3 separate regions of the Mus musculus genome follow, and all the other regions are linked to region 1. Evidence: chromatin contacts called from public Hi-C and promoter capture Hi-C data. All regions are on one chromosome and are shown on one strand. Each heading gives the region's core, a stretch centred on a gene start, on an enhancer-like site or on the middle of the called end of the contact. The rest is flanking DNA. Distances are from core to core; before and after follow the strand shown. Region 1 holds the start of Polg (polymerase (DNA directed), gamma). Region 2 holds the start of Arpin (actin-related protein 2/3 complex inhibitor). Region 3 holds the start of Mesp1 (mesoderm posterior 1).

Region 1 (4,763 bases), core at 1,504-4,003:
GAGAGAGAAGTGAGGAAGATGGAAAGGTGGAAAGGAAGAACAGGGACTTGACCTGTCCAAAAATGCCCAACTGACCAAAAACCTCATGGGCACTGCTTCCGTCCAGCCACCCAAACCTGCTCTATCTTTTCAGACGATGGCTTGCTGTTCCCCTGGACTCTGGCCACCACGTCACATGAGCCCTGTGCTTCTTATCTCAGCTTCAACTAAGTCACCGAGGACGAAACCATCTAGATGCGCTCGTTCCAGCCAGGAGTGCCTACCTTAGCTATTTAGCCATGCTTTCACCATTTTCAACTGCATATATAACATTTCGCAGCTTTCTTTACAAAGATGGAGCTTCCAATAGGAATAAAGAAACTGCCAACTTTTTTTTTTTTTTTTTTTTTTTTTTTTGCTGGCCATGCCTGAAAGCATTAAGGCTGTAAATAGTATTTTAATCCTGGAACGAAGAAGAATAAAAAGGGGGAGAAACAGTACTGCCATCATTGCTTGAAAAAGAAACCTGGGTAGCACTTAGAAAGTTATTTAAAAAGAAAAGGAAGAGACTGGATATACTTCTTTGAGACCAAAATCTCTACTTAGGAGGAAGTACTAATTCTTGGCTGGGGGGTGGGCAAGACTAGGCTACCTTCACGGGCATTCGGAAAGATCTGGCATTTACGGAAGACACTGGGGATGTGAGCACTGTAAACCGCCTAGAGCAATCCCACCTCAGGAACACCTTCCTGTGCAAACTAACCGTCGGCACTCCCAAAACCAAACACGGGACAAATGGCTTTTCAGACTAACTTCTCACGGAAGCTTCTTGGGGGTCAGGATTGAGGCACAAACTCGTGGTCATCTTAAATGGTCTCTCAGTCTGTCTCAAACACAACACGGTATCCTCCGAATGGGCCCTGATATGCGCTTGGGTGTTGCCTGGAGCCTATGCACCTTCCCACCATAGCGAGCCTCACAGAAGCAGGATTAAGCAGGTTGAGTAACCTGCACACAGAGGGAACTCAGAAAATGTTCTCCGAACCAAACCATTAAGCTGGGCCCCCTACAAACGGTAGTCCCCTGTTGCTAACCCCCGACTTACCAGGCCGAGGGGGATATGGCCACCGCCAAAGTGGGGCAGGTTCCCTCTGCCAAGCAGACCTCCACGTCGAACACCAGGGCCCGCTCCTCGGGGATGGCCACGGGTTCGGCCTCCCCCTCGGGGCCGTACCGGGTCCAGCCCTCCGCCCAGGCCCAGCTCTTGGGCTCGGGGGGCAATTGGGCCTCCAATAACGAGGCGGCCGCCTCCAAGTAAGGCAGGCTCTGCTTCTGGGCCAGGAGGCGGAAGTGCTGGTCCAGGTTGCCCCCGAAGAGCCGGGGCAGGCGCAGCTCCACGTCTGGCAAGGGCGTGGCCGGCTGCCCCCAGAGCCCGTGCTTCTGCAGGTGCTCTACGCTGCGCTGCACCGCGGCCTCGTCGGGCATTTCCCCGCCGCACCCGAAGATCTGCTCGTGCAGGCCTCTCGACAACATCTGGATGAGCAGAGGGTTGAGCCGCAGCTGCCCATTCTCGGAGGAGGGCATTTGCGACGGCGGCCGCCCGTCGCTGGGGACGGGGTCGAGGACGGAGCTGGAGACCCAGCGCGCGGTTGCTGGTACTGGCCCTGAGGCGACCTTGGCGCCAGCCACCTTCTTCCAGAGCAGGCGGCTCATGGTTGGTGCAGGGAGCCCCCCGCTGTGAGTCGGGGCACCGGGCTTTGGGCTCCAGCTTGACTGCTTTTAGTGGCCGAAAGACTCAGAGAGAGACGCGTCCCCTCTCTGTGCTCCTGTCAGTGAAATAGGTCTCACCATGCCTGCCTTCCTCACACAAGTCCTAAAGGAGACAGACGATAAAAGTGTTATTACAAGTGTCACGGACTTGAACAAACCGCTTATCCCGCAACAAACATCTGCTGCGTGCCAAACAAGCATTTTCTCCACTTGATCTTAGCCAAAAGGCCAGAGCGGAGTAGGGACATTTTTCTGTTACGCCTCCAACAACCTTAAGAAATGGCACTGCCCCCTCCCGAGGACAGGGCCACACCGGCTCGGCAGTTAACTTGGGAGAAGCCGCTGGAGATGCTGAAATGGGGAGACGCAGACAGACCAGGGTTCTGGCTCTCCAACTGCGTGACCTTGGCCCAGCTCCTTAGGCCCCGACCTCCTCCTCTGTAAAATGGGGTTAAGAACTCTAGAGCCACGGGCCACTGCTGTAAGAGTGGCAGAGGGCGCGCTCGTCGAGTGGCCCTAACCCCAGTAGGCGCTCGGCAGACAGCAGTTGCCAGTCCCACCCCGCCGGCGGCCCGAGGGCCTAGCGCCCCAACTTCGAAACCCGCCGAACGAGCCACAGCCTCGGGGTCCGCACCCACACCCGGGCGGGCCTAGGGCGCCCTGGTCGGGGCGTCGGCGGCCACCCCCGCACGCCGGGACACAGGGTCCCCGCCGCAGCCGCCGCCCTGCTCCCGGCCCGGCTTCCCGAGTGGAGAGGGAGCAGCCGCGCCCGGCCCTCCCCCTGCCGAGCCCGCCGGAAACCTCGGTCCGCTTCGCGCTTCCCGTTCTGCGGCAGCCCACAGCCCCGGCGACGACGCGGCGTCCGCGGCGCGCGGCCCACGCAGCCTCAGGGTGGCGTGCGGTCTCGGGAGCAGCCGCAACTTCCCGTCTGCGCGAACTGGGTCCCGCGGCTACCCAGAGGCAGGCGGGAGACTCCCCCGAGCGTCCAATAAGAGCGCCGCCAATGGAGCCGCCCGCCCGCGGGGGTGCAGAGGGACTTCCGGGTGAGGTCCTCCGCTACTTCCCTCCCCACGGAAAAGATAGACCAGTCTGACGCGAGCCTGAAGGCGGCTACACGCTTTAAGCTAAGTAAAGGCACCTTCTCGCTGGCGGCCGCGTGGCCTAATGGATAAGGCGTCTGACTTCGGATCAGAAGATTGCAGGTTCGAGTCCTGCCGCGGTCGACTTGTATGTTGTTTTTATCTGTCAGTTTGTTAATCCCAAGATTCCCTTTGGAAATAAAGCGAAATTGACCGTAGTGGTTATGACCAACTTCTAGTCTAAACTTAATTCTTGGAACTCAAGGATCTGAGCAAACAACTGTCAGGGTGACACATTGCTTAAACGGTGACAGCGGTCGAGAGCCTTGTCCCGGATGGAGAGTGGAGCAAACGGAGCACGTGCCGTCCGAAGTCTAGATTTGTCACCTATGGACCGCAAAGGCTAAGCCTCGATGGAGTCTCCTCCCTCCTATCCCGGACAATGATGCTGGGGGTTGATGCTGTTGAGTCCGATTGGTCGCGCCCACCGGGCACAGCTGAAGCACGTCCCGCTTCAGAGATCTGTCAATCTCTGGGTCCACCTCCCGTTGCTCCGGTTGTTTCTGCTCCCAGCTCTCCGTAGAGGGTCAGCTGCAAAGGGTCAGGCGAATATGGCCTGGGTGAATAACTGGGACCCAGGGATTCAAGTCGAGAGTCCCGTACGAGGAAAGAAAAGATCAGGATTGCTTCAGGCAGACTAGGGGGCACAAGCAGCTGATTAGGGAAAAAATTCGGACCGCGCTGAACGGCAGCCCCCACTTCCAACCAGCGAGACCACCCGGACGCTGAGAACTGTGTACAGGAGAGAGGGTCTTTGACTTTTTTCAGGAGTCGCTCCTCTATCCGCTTTTCCTGTCACTAGCAGCGGCAGGGACTCATACAGAACCCTTCTCCTTTCTCCTTTTCTTAGTTTCTTCCCCCTCTTTTGTCTGTCTGTCTGTCGGCCTGTTTGCTTGTTTGTTTGTTTTTAACGATGAGGTCTCACATTGTAACTTAGAACTTACGCGGTAGCCCTGGCTGCCCTCCCGCCTCAGTGCTTGAACTACAAATATCCACAATCTAGCTCTCCAGCTGAGACATTCTTATACATTTTTCTAGATGTACTTAATAGACATAAAGTGATTTTTGTTTGTTTGATTGGTTGGTTATCAGTTTTATATATATACACACACAAACCAGAGTCAACTAGATAAGAGATTCCTTATTTTGTGATTCTTCTTGCTTTTACATAACTTTGCTCAGTTTATTTTGCTATAAGGTGAAAAAGGAGAGGCTCTTAACTCAGGAAGCCTCCGAGCAGGAAAAACAATTTCATTTTTATTTCATAGTCTCCTACTGAAATTCAGTGTTCTCTTCATCTGTGAGCCTAGGCAAGCTGCCACGTGGCGCTAGCCATACCCGTGCCTTGTTCTCAACGGTGTTATACTCGCTGTAAATTTTTCAAAACTTTGATTGCAGCCATTGGAGTTTCAAAGAGCGGTAGCTGCGAGGAAGAGCCTAGAAACTGCGATTTAATGGACTAACAAACCCCGCATCATCAGGAAGCAGTGATGCACATCTTCAACCCCAGAACGCTGTGTTGGAGCCCTCCCCTGGGCTGTGGGAATAGCTCAGTGGGGGGAAGAGCATGGCTTGCAAGAGCGAGCACCTACCTGAAGCCGTGAAGGGAGGGAATACGTGAGGGGGGGGGTACGCGGGGGGGGGGGGGGCTGCCACACCCAGAGACTCACAGATCACCCGATCTAATCAGCAAAATCTGGGTCCCCATGAGAGGCCTGGTTTCAGAAGGCAAGATAAACAAGTCCTGAGAAACAAACATCCAAGGCTGACCTCTGGTCTCCACATACACATGCCTGTGTTAAATTGACATCTGACCCACAAAGAAACAAATACCCTATTAACTGATCTTCCCCCACCCCACCTCCAGCATGCCTC
Region 2 (4,763 bases), core at 913-3,412, 470 kb after region 1:
TTAAAGGCATGCGCCACCACTGCCCGGCTTGCCTTAAAACTTTTGAACCTGTTTTTTCCTATAAAAAGCCTGCCCTGAGGACAGACTGGTAGGTTTTTCCTTCCTGTGGACCTGGACGTCCAGTATTATGATGGGTGTTCAATAAACTGTTCTTGCTTAACTAAGGTTGGTGTATGTATGGTTTGAGTGGTAATTCCCAGACCCCAACCTGAGCAAGTGTCTTTGGTACAATAAATCAGGTTTCCTTTTTCATTCCCCCCCCCCTTTTTTTAAGATTTATTTATTTATTATATATAAGTACACTGTTGCTGTCTTCAGACATTCCAGAAGAGGGCATCAGATCTCATCACAGGTGGTTGTGAGCCACCATATGGTTGCTGGGATTTGAACTCAGGACCTTCAGAAGAGCAGTCAGTGCTCTTAACTGCTGAGCCATCTCTCCAGCGCCCCTCTCCCCCTTTTTTTAAAGACAAGATTTCCCTATGTATCTCTAGCTGTCCTGGAACTCACTAAGTAAACCAAACTGCTTTGAACTCAGAGACCAACCTGCCTCTGCCTTCCAAGTACTGGGATTAAGGTTGTGAGCCACCACACCTGGGTGCTTTTATTATTTTTTATTTATGTGGAAGTATGTGTGACTGTGTGAGTATAAGCATGTATACTGGTGTGTACTGGTGCCTGTGGAGTCCAGAGAAGGAACCAAATCCCCAACAGCTGGACTTACAAGCAGTTTTGAGTCCCCTGCTGCGGGTGCCAAGAATGGAACCCAGGTCCTCTGGTGAGACGTGGCTTTGCCCACTTTAAAGAACCTCCATGCTCCTGTTCCCATTCATACCTACATGGTCATCAAGGAGATGGCTATTGTCACCAGACAGCTGGAAATTAGAGACTCTGAGATGTGGGAATTAGCCCAAAATCACGGCATCCCACACAGAGTGGAACCAGAACCAGAACTGGCTCCTTATCATTCTATAAAAGGGGAACCTGGGACCTGGGGACCTGGGGACTTTCCACTTTGAAACCATTAACCTGGGGAAAAGGGTGGGTCTAAGAAGACAGACTGTGGAAGAGGGCTGGGTCAGGATTCCTTGCCTCTAATTACTCTTAAATTATTTCCAAAAATATTTAACTGACAAAGACAGGTTATATCGAAGGCATTTATCAAGAAAACTTGATATGTACACATTGCATAATGACTCACACCACCAAATTTATGTATACATTATATCCTCAGAACTTATTCCCCCTTTGACTGAACCTGCTCCACTGGAGACCTTATGAGTTGGACTTTAGATTCCACTTCCTAGATGACGCGATATTTTGGTTTTCTGGGCCTGGCTTCTTTCATGTAGAATAATTCTTGTTGTTTCTGACTGTAAATGAAATTGTCCATCCTGCTTATTACCCTCCGGATATTCCCACCCTCCCTCTATTGTTCCTGCCACACCACAAACTGGTCACCAGTGATGCAGTGTGACAGATGGCTAGAGTTTAGAGCCCTGGTGTGGGGAAAAGACGGAGGTCAGTGGGAACCCCAGCACCGCCTCTGTAGTTCCATTTGGGAGTCTGGGCATCCCTCCAGTGGATATTCTTGCAGGCGGGAATTTCAAGTTTATCTGTCTTCCCAGCGTGTGTTGGCCAGGGACCTTGGGAAGAGCCAGCTGGATGCCTGGGGTGGTTTTGGCAACCCCAGTTTCTCTCCCCAGTGTCCCCTACACCCCCAACCCCCATCAATCTTTGAGCAGGACTCAGATCTTGAGTTCGACAGAGGCCTCAGGGATGCTCCAGGGAGCCCAGGCCCCAGGGATGCTCCCAGGCCACTACGGCTGGCCATAGTAGGGGCCAGGGCCCCGACTCAGCCAATCCTGGCAGTTCCCTTGCCCAGTCCACATCTGGCTAACAATGTGGGAAGGGGAGGGAAGCACAGCCCACCTCTGGCCAGTAGCGGAGTCCCTGGCCCGGTGGACAGAGTACAACCCACCCCTGGTCAGCCGCGGAAGAAAGTGCAACCCATCTCTGGCCAGCAACCGGATGGACAGAGCACATCCTACCCTTGGTGGGTGGCAGGGTCCCAGGTTCCCGGCAGGCGCGCGCTCTGCACGGCCTTGTTGCGGAGGGCGCTATCCTGGTAGATGCGGCTCATTTTCCCCACGCCGAGGCCCTGTGGCTCCAGGAAGCAACCGGCGCGTAGGGCGGGGCACCTCGGGGACAGGAGCTTGGAGGTCGCTGCAGCACCAGCTTCCCGGGTTAACAGATCCGGGAAGCTAGTCCGAGGCGTTCCCAGTTGGGACTTAAAGGGGCCGAGCCTCATTCCTGACAGCCAGACCTCGTGCAGTAACAGGGGGCTTTTGGAATGACCACTGTCCTTCATGTCCTTATAGACTAAGACAGAAAGATCGAGAGTTCGGTCCCCATCTGTACTATACAGAGATTCTGTCTCAAAACACATCAATATACAAAAAAGCGGCCTTGAAGCTTAGGAAAGTAGATCTTTCTTGGGATCTGTTCTGGTAGGACATTTTCTCAGGGAGCAGGAAGGGAGAAGACGGGACAGCAACGAGGAACCACAGAGCGGTCTCCATGGACTCTGCCCTTTTGGACCTCCCCGTGGTTCCGCAATGGCTTAGGGGAGTTCCCAGAATGTGTGACGGAGTAGGGATAGGTCAGATCTGCAGCAAGGGAAACCTCAATCTCTGCAATCCCAGCAAGTTCCTCAACCTTTAATGAGCCTACGCTTCTTGCTCAGCAAAAATAGAAAGAAACGTGTCTAATGGTTTGTAAAGATAGAACTCTCCCTCTCCTAGTCTCGTGGACATAGCATTCATTACTTTGTCTCACACTTCTCAAGGATTCGGATGGATCGATCGCTTCTCTAGCCCCACAGTGCCCTTTGCTCCAGAGTGTCTGCAAGCCTTTTATTCTCAGCCTGCACCCGGGAATCTCCTCCGACCCGGAAATCATTGGGAAATCGTCTTGTTTTATTGGCTCCTTTGTGCCAAATTCTGGCGCAGGTGGCCACATTCTGTTGTGCCAGGTGTGCCCCTGCCTCAGCCACAATGAAGATACCCGAGAGTCCAGGGTGAGTTGTTAGCTTTGGAAGGAGCTCTCTCTCCCACATAGTATCACCACAGAATGGTCTCAGACACTTTATTTTTAAGGGTCCTTCCTCTTTTAACAAAATATAAATATTTTTAAGACATTATTTTATGTATCTCAGGCTGGCTTTGAACTCGCTATGTAGCCAAGGATAACTTCAAACCCCTTTCTCCTTACAATACTTCCCCAAGAACCAGGATTACAGGTGTGGGCCACCCACTGCACCTGGATTATTTGGTACTGGGGGTTCAATCCAGGACTTTATGAACGTTAGGCAAACAGTCTTCTCAAGCCACATCCTCAGCTCCAAAAATATAGTTTTGTGGATCCCTAAAAATGTAACAGACCCTAGACAGGATGTCTGTGACTAGTCAACCCCAGCCTATGTTGGACCTGTCAGGCAGCTCTGTAATTCCCAGAAAGAAGGACAACAATCCTCTGGGGAGGACTGTCCTCTGTGTCCTCTGGCAAGTCCTAGGCTCATAGGCACCTGACTCCTCTGCCTCCTTCCTCTTCTGTCCCTTTCCTGGGTCACTGCCCCTTCGCACAGGCTCTAAATGTGCAATGCCCTCTGTGGACGCTATACGTAGCTACTTAAATTGTATTTTAACAGTGCCGAAAATAGAACCCAGGGTGTTTGTGAACACCAGACAAGTGTTCAACCAGGGAGCTGCATACCCAGTCTAAACCATAGATGATAGAATCTAAATAATATAGAAAAAGGGCTTCTCCTTTGCTGGTCACAGGGCTCCACGCCTGTAATCCCAGTGCTTACAAGCTTGAACTATATAGTGGGTACCAGGCTAGCAGGGCTACATTGTGAGAGTCTGCCTCAAAATTCCCAAACAATAATAAAAGTAAATTTGCACATTAAAATTCACTTCCTCAGCCACTAGTCATGTATGGGGTGGGGGTGGGGGAGTTATTTGTTTGTGTTGATGGTGGTTTCTAGGTTTTGTTTGTTTGTTTGTTTGTTTTGTTTTTTGATTGGTTGGTTGGTTGGTTTTGCTGTTCTTGTTGTTGTCTTTTGTTTGGAGACAAGGTCTCACTAAATAGCCTTGGCCAGCCTGGAACTTACTATGTAGACCAGGCTGGCCTGGAACTCATAGAGATTCACCTTCCTCTGCCCCTCGAGTGTTGGGATTAAAAGTGTGTGCCACCAGGCCGGGCAGTTTGTCACATTTTAAAATAAAGACCATTATTTCTTTTTCAGCCAGGATTCTTCTTCTGCCCATCACCTTTCCAGGTGATGAGAGAGTGAGACCAGGTGAGTCTGACGAGGGTCGATGGAGCTGACAGCATGGGCTCTCTCTATTCTTGTCTACCAAAGCTGTCATCAGTCACCTCCTGTACTTGTGCCCATTTATCTGCTGCAGGACACAAAGCAAATGACACCAAGGAGCAAAGCAGAGATCACAAGGAAAAAGAAAAAGATCATAGCAGAGAAATGTCCTCCAATTCTGGTACTGAGCCTCTGTGAGGAACTGACAAAGAACAGTGTAAGAAAGGAGAAAGGTGAAAGGTGAGCAGGGTGTGGTGGCACATGCCTGTGATTCCAGACTTAGAAGGCTGAGGCCAGGGCATTACTACAGTTTCAAAGCCAGCCTGGGGTACCTAGCGAGCCTCTGGATAGCCTGGGCTACAGAGTGAGGTCATATTTTAAGAAA
Region 3 (4,763 bases), core at 1,389-3,888, 330 kb after region 1:
AGGAAGTGTTTACAACAGGTAAATTTCATTAAAGTTAAAGTGCCACTGCAGGGGCTGGCTGGTGGGCACCTGGGCACCGAGGCTAGTGGGGTTAATGGAGCTGCCCCTTCTTCCTTAGTCTTCTTTTCTTGAGACAGGGCTCACCATGTAACCCTGGAGAGCCTTGAACTCCTGCTTCTGCCTGCTTCTGCCTTCCAAGTGCTGAGATCCAAAGTGTGCCACTACATCTGGCCAGTAGCTTCTTTTTGGAGGTGATAAAAATTACTCTAAAATTAGTGGTGATAACTGTAAAGCTTTATGGATATGCCAAGTCATTGAGGTGAGCTTTCTAGAGAAGCACGAGAACATAGTGGCACACGTGTGTCACCCGGCATCCCCTGAGACGACCCTTGGTGGAATGAGACTCTATCTCAAAACAACATCAACAAAATGCATATTAAAAGAAATAAACGAATACCAAGGCCTGAGCTTCTGAGAGTTGAGGGGGAGAGAGAGTTGCCCCTGCACCCTTGGCAGAGACTGCCATGAGTCAGGGCCCTTACTGGACGGTTCTCTGGACCTCCTGCTCTGCTGATGCCAGCCTCTTTCTGGGCTCCAGGAGCCTCTCTTCTCGGCTGCACATTCCTGACCTGAACTATAGCAGCACAGGTTAGCGATCAACAGGTCCCTCATCGAATCCTAGCCAGGCCTCCAAGCCACATGAAGATGGGAAGCTCTAGCCAGGGAGATGGTGCCCTGGTGTGGGGACGGTGTCCCAGATGTGGCTCAGCTGCCCAGAAGAGCAGACACGCCGTTCTGCTCCCTCCCACCGCTGAGCATGGCAATGCCCAAGCCTTACATGGCTCAGAGTCTTGTCCTTTATGTGTCTGTGAAATATATGCAAAGGTAACCAAGGTACAAAAACACTAAAGGAGTTGTGTTTTCTGGTTTTATCCAGTCCCTCCCTACATTTAAAAAAGAGGAACTACTTCCTGTCACCTTCTCTCAGGAAGCTCCCCACTCCGTTTCACCCTACCCCACCCTTTCAGACTGACCCATGCAGCATAGATGTTGACCAGGAAGGAGGGTAGAAGGCCTTTGTGTTTCCAGGCTGGAGATTACAAGACTCCTCCTCCACAATCCCATGTCAGCTTTCCCTGACACATAGCAGAACTTCCAGCAGGGTATGGGAGCATGGGGCAATGGGGGCTCGTGCCACCATGAGTTTGGGCCAGCCTGGGCCGTACAGTGTGAGGTTCCCCCTCCCACACACCCCCAAATAAGGAAGAAAGAAAAATAAACCCTCCAAATGACACTAGCACAATCGGTTTATTCACAAATAAATAAATACACACCAGGCAAAGCTTGTGCCTGCTTCATCTTTAGAGCGTGTACCCTATTGGGCGCCTCCTTCCAAGGAGGGTTGGAATGGTACAGTCTGGATGAGGGCCAGCTCCCACCCCGGGATGCCCATGTTGGTATCACTGCCGCCTCTTCCAGGATCTACTCCCTCCGAAGGTGCCAAGACCAAAGGAAAAGTGTCTGTGCTCAGACAGGGTGACAATCATCCGTTGCATTGTCCCCTCCACTCTTCAGGCAGGCGGCCACTCCTGCGGCGGCGTCCAGGTTTCTAGAAGAGCCAGCATGTCGCTGCTGAAGAGCTGCAGGAAGAGTGAACAGCGCCACAATCAACACCTGCCCCAGGGTCAGGTCCGCGCTCATCCGCTCCACGCTCAAGGTTAAGCGAGCAAGCAAAGCGTCCTTAATCCCTGCCTGTCCAACTCCCACCCTGTTCGGACACCCAGGGCACACGGGGATGCGCCCAAGGGAGATCCTGAGTGCAGCAGAGAGGCTGGTCCGCGACGTGGGGCTGTGCGTCGCGCACCAACAGTAGGGGGCGCCACCTCGACAGTGTGGGGGAAGGGGTTACTAACCGGAGATGAGGGACTGGGCTCCATTTCCTGCCTTTCCTGGGATGCTGTTTCTGCGTACAGGAACGATGGGTCCCACGATTCTGCGGCGACTCGGGGTCTAGGGTAGGCAGGCGGGGATCCCCACGACACCCCGCTGCAGACGGCCGGGCTTAAACGGGGACCGAGCGACTGCGACTGCGCCAGGTCGCTGTCGGGGCACAGCGGGCAGCCTCGAGGTGACACCGCGTGCCGCTGTCGCCGGAGGTTGTCCTCGCTGAGTCCCAGCACAGCCGACAGGTGGCCAATGTAGCGGATGGCCAGGCGCAGCGTCTCGATCTTGGTCAGGTTCTGGCCGGTTGGTGCCACGGATGGCGGCAAGAAGCGGCGCAGCTCGTGCAGCGCGCGGGCGAGTGTGCGCATACGTAGCTTCTCCCGCTCGCTGGCGCTCTGCCGCTGTCCGCTACCCAGGCGGCTACCGTGCGTCCCGCGCCTACCCGGGGTCCCAGCACGCCGGGCCGGGCGGGCGCAGGGTGGTGCAGGGCTGCTGGCCTGGGCACCGTCCCACGGGTCCGAGGACCAGGCTGGGGAGCAGACGCTGTTCCCATCGGAAGGCATCGGTGGCTGCCGACCAGCGGGACTCAGGATCCAGGACTCGGAGCGCGGCTCGCACAGGGGCTGGGCCATGGCAGCGGAGGCCTGACCATTGGGTCCGCTGTAGCTTTATCCTGAGCCCTAGGTGTGAAGCGGGCCCCTTCCAGAATTCATCAGCATATCAAAGCCGGCTCGAGCCAGGAGGGGGGCAGGGCCTGAACCCTTTGAACCATAGCAGGGGCTCTGAGGTGCAGGACCCCTTAGTCCAGTCTGCTCCACCTGGACCATATTTGGGGCCTCAGTAAGTCAGGCACCTATGGCCAGGACTGCCAGTTGAAAGAACCATGCTCAGAGAACTGAAGTCTAGCTCCTAGGCTTAGGGTACACCTTCATTTATTAGGGACCCTACGCCATTTTTTTCCATCACTTTAATTTACAAATTGTATAACAAGAGACTTCGGGATTGCATTGGCCAACTGTGGACTAGGGACCTCTAGACACGGAGAGAACTCTAGTTCAGTCCTTCCCAGAGGCTTGGATGTGGCCTGTAGTCCTCCCTGATGTCCAGGCTATGGGAGGCACATTGAAGAAACCATCCCGACCGACCTGTGAGGTTGCTGGGGTGTCCGGGCAGGGGGAGAGGTGAGCCTGCCTCCCCACACTACAAGTCACTTCTAGTCTTGGCAAGATGGGGAGCTTGGTCCCCTTCCCAGCCCTCCCATGACTGGAGCTCTGCTGCTTTGGTCAGCTACAGTGAGTAAAAAGTCCTTTGACAAAACTCAACTCCTTGAGCTGGTGGCACACTTGGGAGGTGAAGGCAGGAGGGTCAGGAGTTCAAGGCCAGGCCTAGCTGTATATGGCCCAGGTTAACATGGGCTACATAAGATCCTGTGTTGGAAAAAACAAAACAAAACAAAACAAAACCCAAAAACCCTGAAAAGCAGAAACCTTCATCTGTCCCAATGGCAGTTTTATAATCTATTTCATAGGATGCTACCTGTTAGGTTCATAGGCTGCCTTTTATTTTTTAAAGATGTGTGTGTGTGTGTGTGTGTGTGTGTGTGTGTGTGTGTGTGTGTGCTGGTGCCCCCACACAGGCCAGAGGTGTCACGTTCCTTAGGATCGGGCCTTGCAGGCAATTGTAAGCTGCCTGAGGTGGCTTCTGGGAACAGAACCTTGGGTTCTTCAAGAGCAACATGTGCTCTTCTTAACTGCTGAGCCGTCTCTCCAGTGTTCTTCCTCCCACATCTTGAAACATGGTCTCATGTAGCCCAGGCTAGCCTCAAACTTACTCTAACCCAGCTGGCCTTTAGCTCCTGATCCTGCTGCCTCAGCTTACTGCAGTTGTGAGCCTGGCTGTTGAGGATGCCTGCTCTTACCATACCTGTTCAGTGTTGTACTGAATGAAGGGACTAGGTTGGAAAAATAAAGAGAAATAAATACAAATTGAGAGATTAAAGCAAACCTGTCCCCACTTATATGTGACATGCTTATTAATAAAGTCTCCAGAAGTTGGGCATACACGCACATGCCTGTAATTCCAACATTTGGAAAATGAAGGCAAGAGGAGTTTGGGCCAGTCTTGGCTGCAAAGTGAATTTGAAGCCATCCTATGCTACTGGACTGTCTCACCTATTAGAGGGCTGGTGGTGTGGTTCAGTCGGTAGAGTGCTTGCCTAGCCTGCCGGAAGCCCTAGGTCTTATTCCAACACTGCATAACCACGTGTAGCACTGGCTTGTAACCCCAGCACTGGAGAGATGAAGATAGGAGGACCAGAAGTTCAAGTTCAAGATCACCTCTGGCCTAGAGTTATGGCTCAGTAGTTAAGAACACTGGCTACTCAGCTAGGTATGTTGGAGCACACCTTTGATCCCAGCACTGGGGAGGCAGAGGCAGGCAGATCTATGAGTTTGAGGCCAGCCTAGTCTAGAGGTGAGTTTCAGGACAACCAGGGCTATACAGAGAAACCCTGTCTTGAAAACAAACAAACAAACAACAATAACAAAACAAACAAACAAACGAAGGAAGTACTGGCCGCTCTTCCTCGAGACCCAGGTTTGACTGATTCCCAGCATCCACACGGTGGCTCATAGCTGTCTATAACGACATTTCTAGGGATTGTACTCTTCTGGCCTCTATGTACTACACAAGCATACAGAGCACAAACATATATGGAGGCAAAGCCCTAGTACACACAGAAAATTGAAAAAATATTCTCAACTGCAGAGTGAGTTTCAGGCACATCTCAAAAACAAACCCTTGAGCCTGACAGAACAGAT

Evidence for each region. Promoter capture Hi-C pulls out the DNA fragments that hold promoters and counts their contacts. Hi-C and Micro-C count contacts between places; a contact is called where the count stands out from the background.
Region 2: a contact with region 1 is called in a Hi-C map of uterus, with 6 times the contacts expected there. The contact joins the promoter of Arpin here to the promoter of Polg in region 1. A contact is called at or near these places in 2 of 484 Hi-C or Micro-C datasets (forebrain and uterus).
Region 3: a promoter capture Hi-C map of neural stem cells shows a contact between it and region 1. The contact joins the promoter of Mesp1 here to the promoter of Polg in region 1. A contact is called at or near these places in 1 of 39 promoter capture datasets (neural stem cells) and 1 of 9 other capture datasets (adipose tissue).

The regions. Positions count from the first base shown.
Region 1 is chr7:79,463,520-79,468,282 of GRCm38.p6, forward strand. Polg (polymerase (DNA directed), gamma) reads right to left here and starts at 2,754. Exons shown (of 23, transcript NM_017462.3): 1 at 2,551-2,754; 2 at 1,085-1,852. The coding sequence starts at 1,692. It overlaps n-TRtcg5 (a tRNA gene), which reads left to right and starts at 2,900; the gene lies at 2,900-2,972.
Region 2 is chr7:79,933,102-79,937,864 of GRCm38.p6, forward strand. It overlaps Arpin (actin-related protein 2/3 complex inhibitor), which reads right to left and starts at 2,163. Exons shown (of 6, transcript NM_027420.4): 1 at 2,052-2,163. The coding sequence starts at 2,143. Gm31966 (a long non-coding RNA gene) reads left to right here and starts at 2,338. Exons shown (of 3, transcript XR_391645.4): 1 at 2,338-3,079; 2 at 4,310-4,363; 3 at 4,473-4,763.
Region 3 is chr7:79,790,952-79,795,714 of GRCm38.p6, forward strand. Mesp1 (mesoderm posterior 1) reads right to left here and starts at 2,639. Exons shown (of 2, transcript NM_008588.2): 1 at 1,914-2,639; 2 at 1,290-1,640. The coding sequence starts at 2,576. The coding sequence ends at 1,572.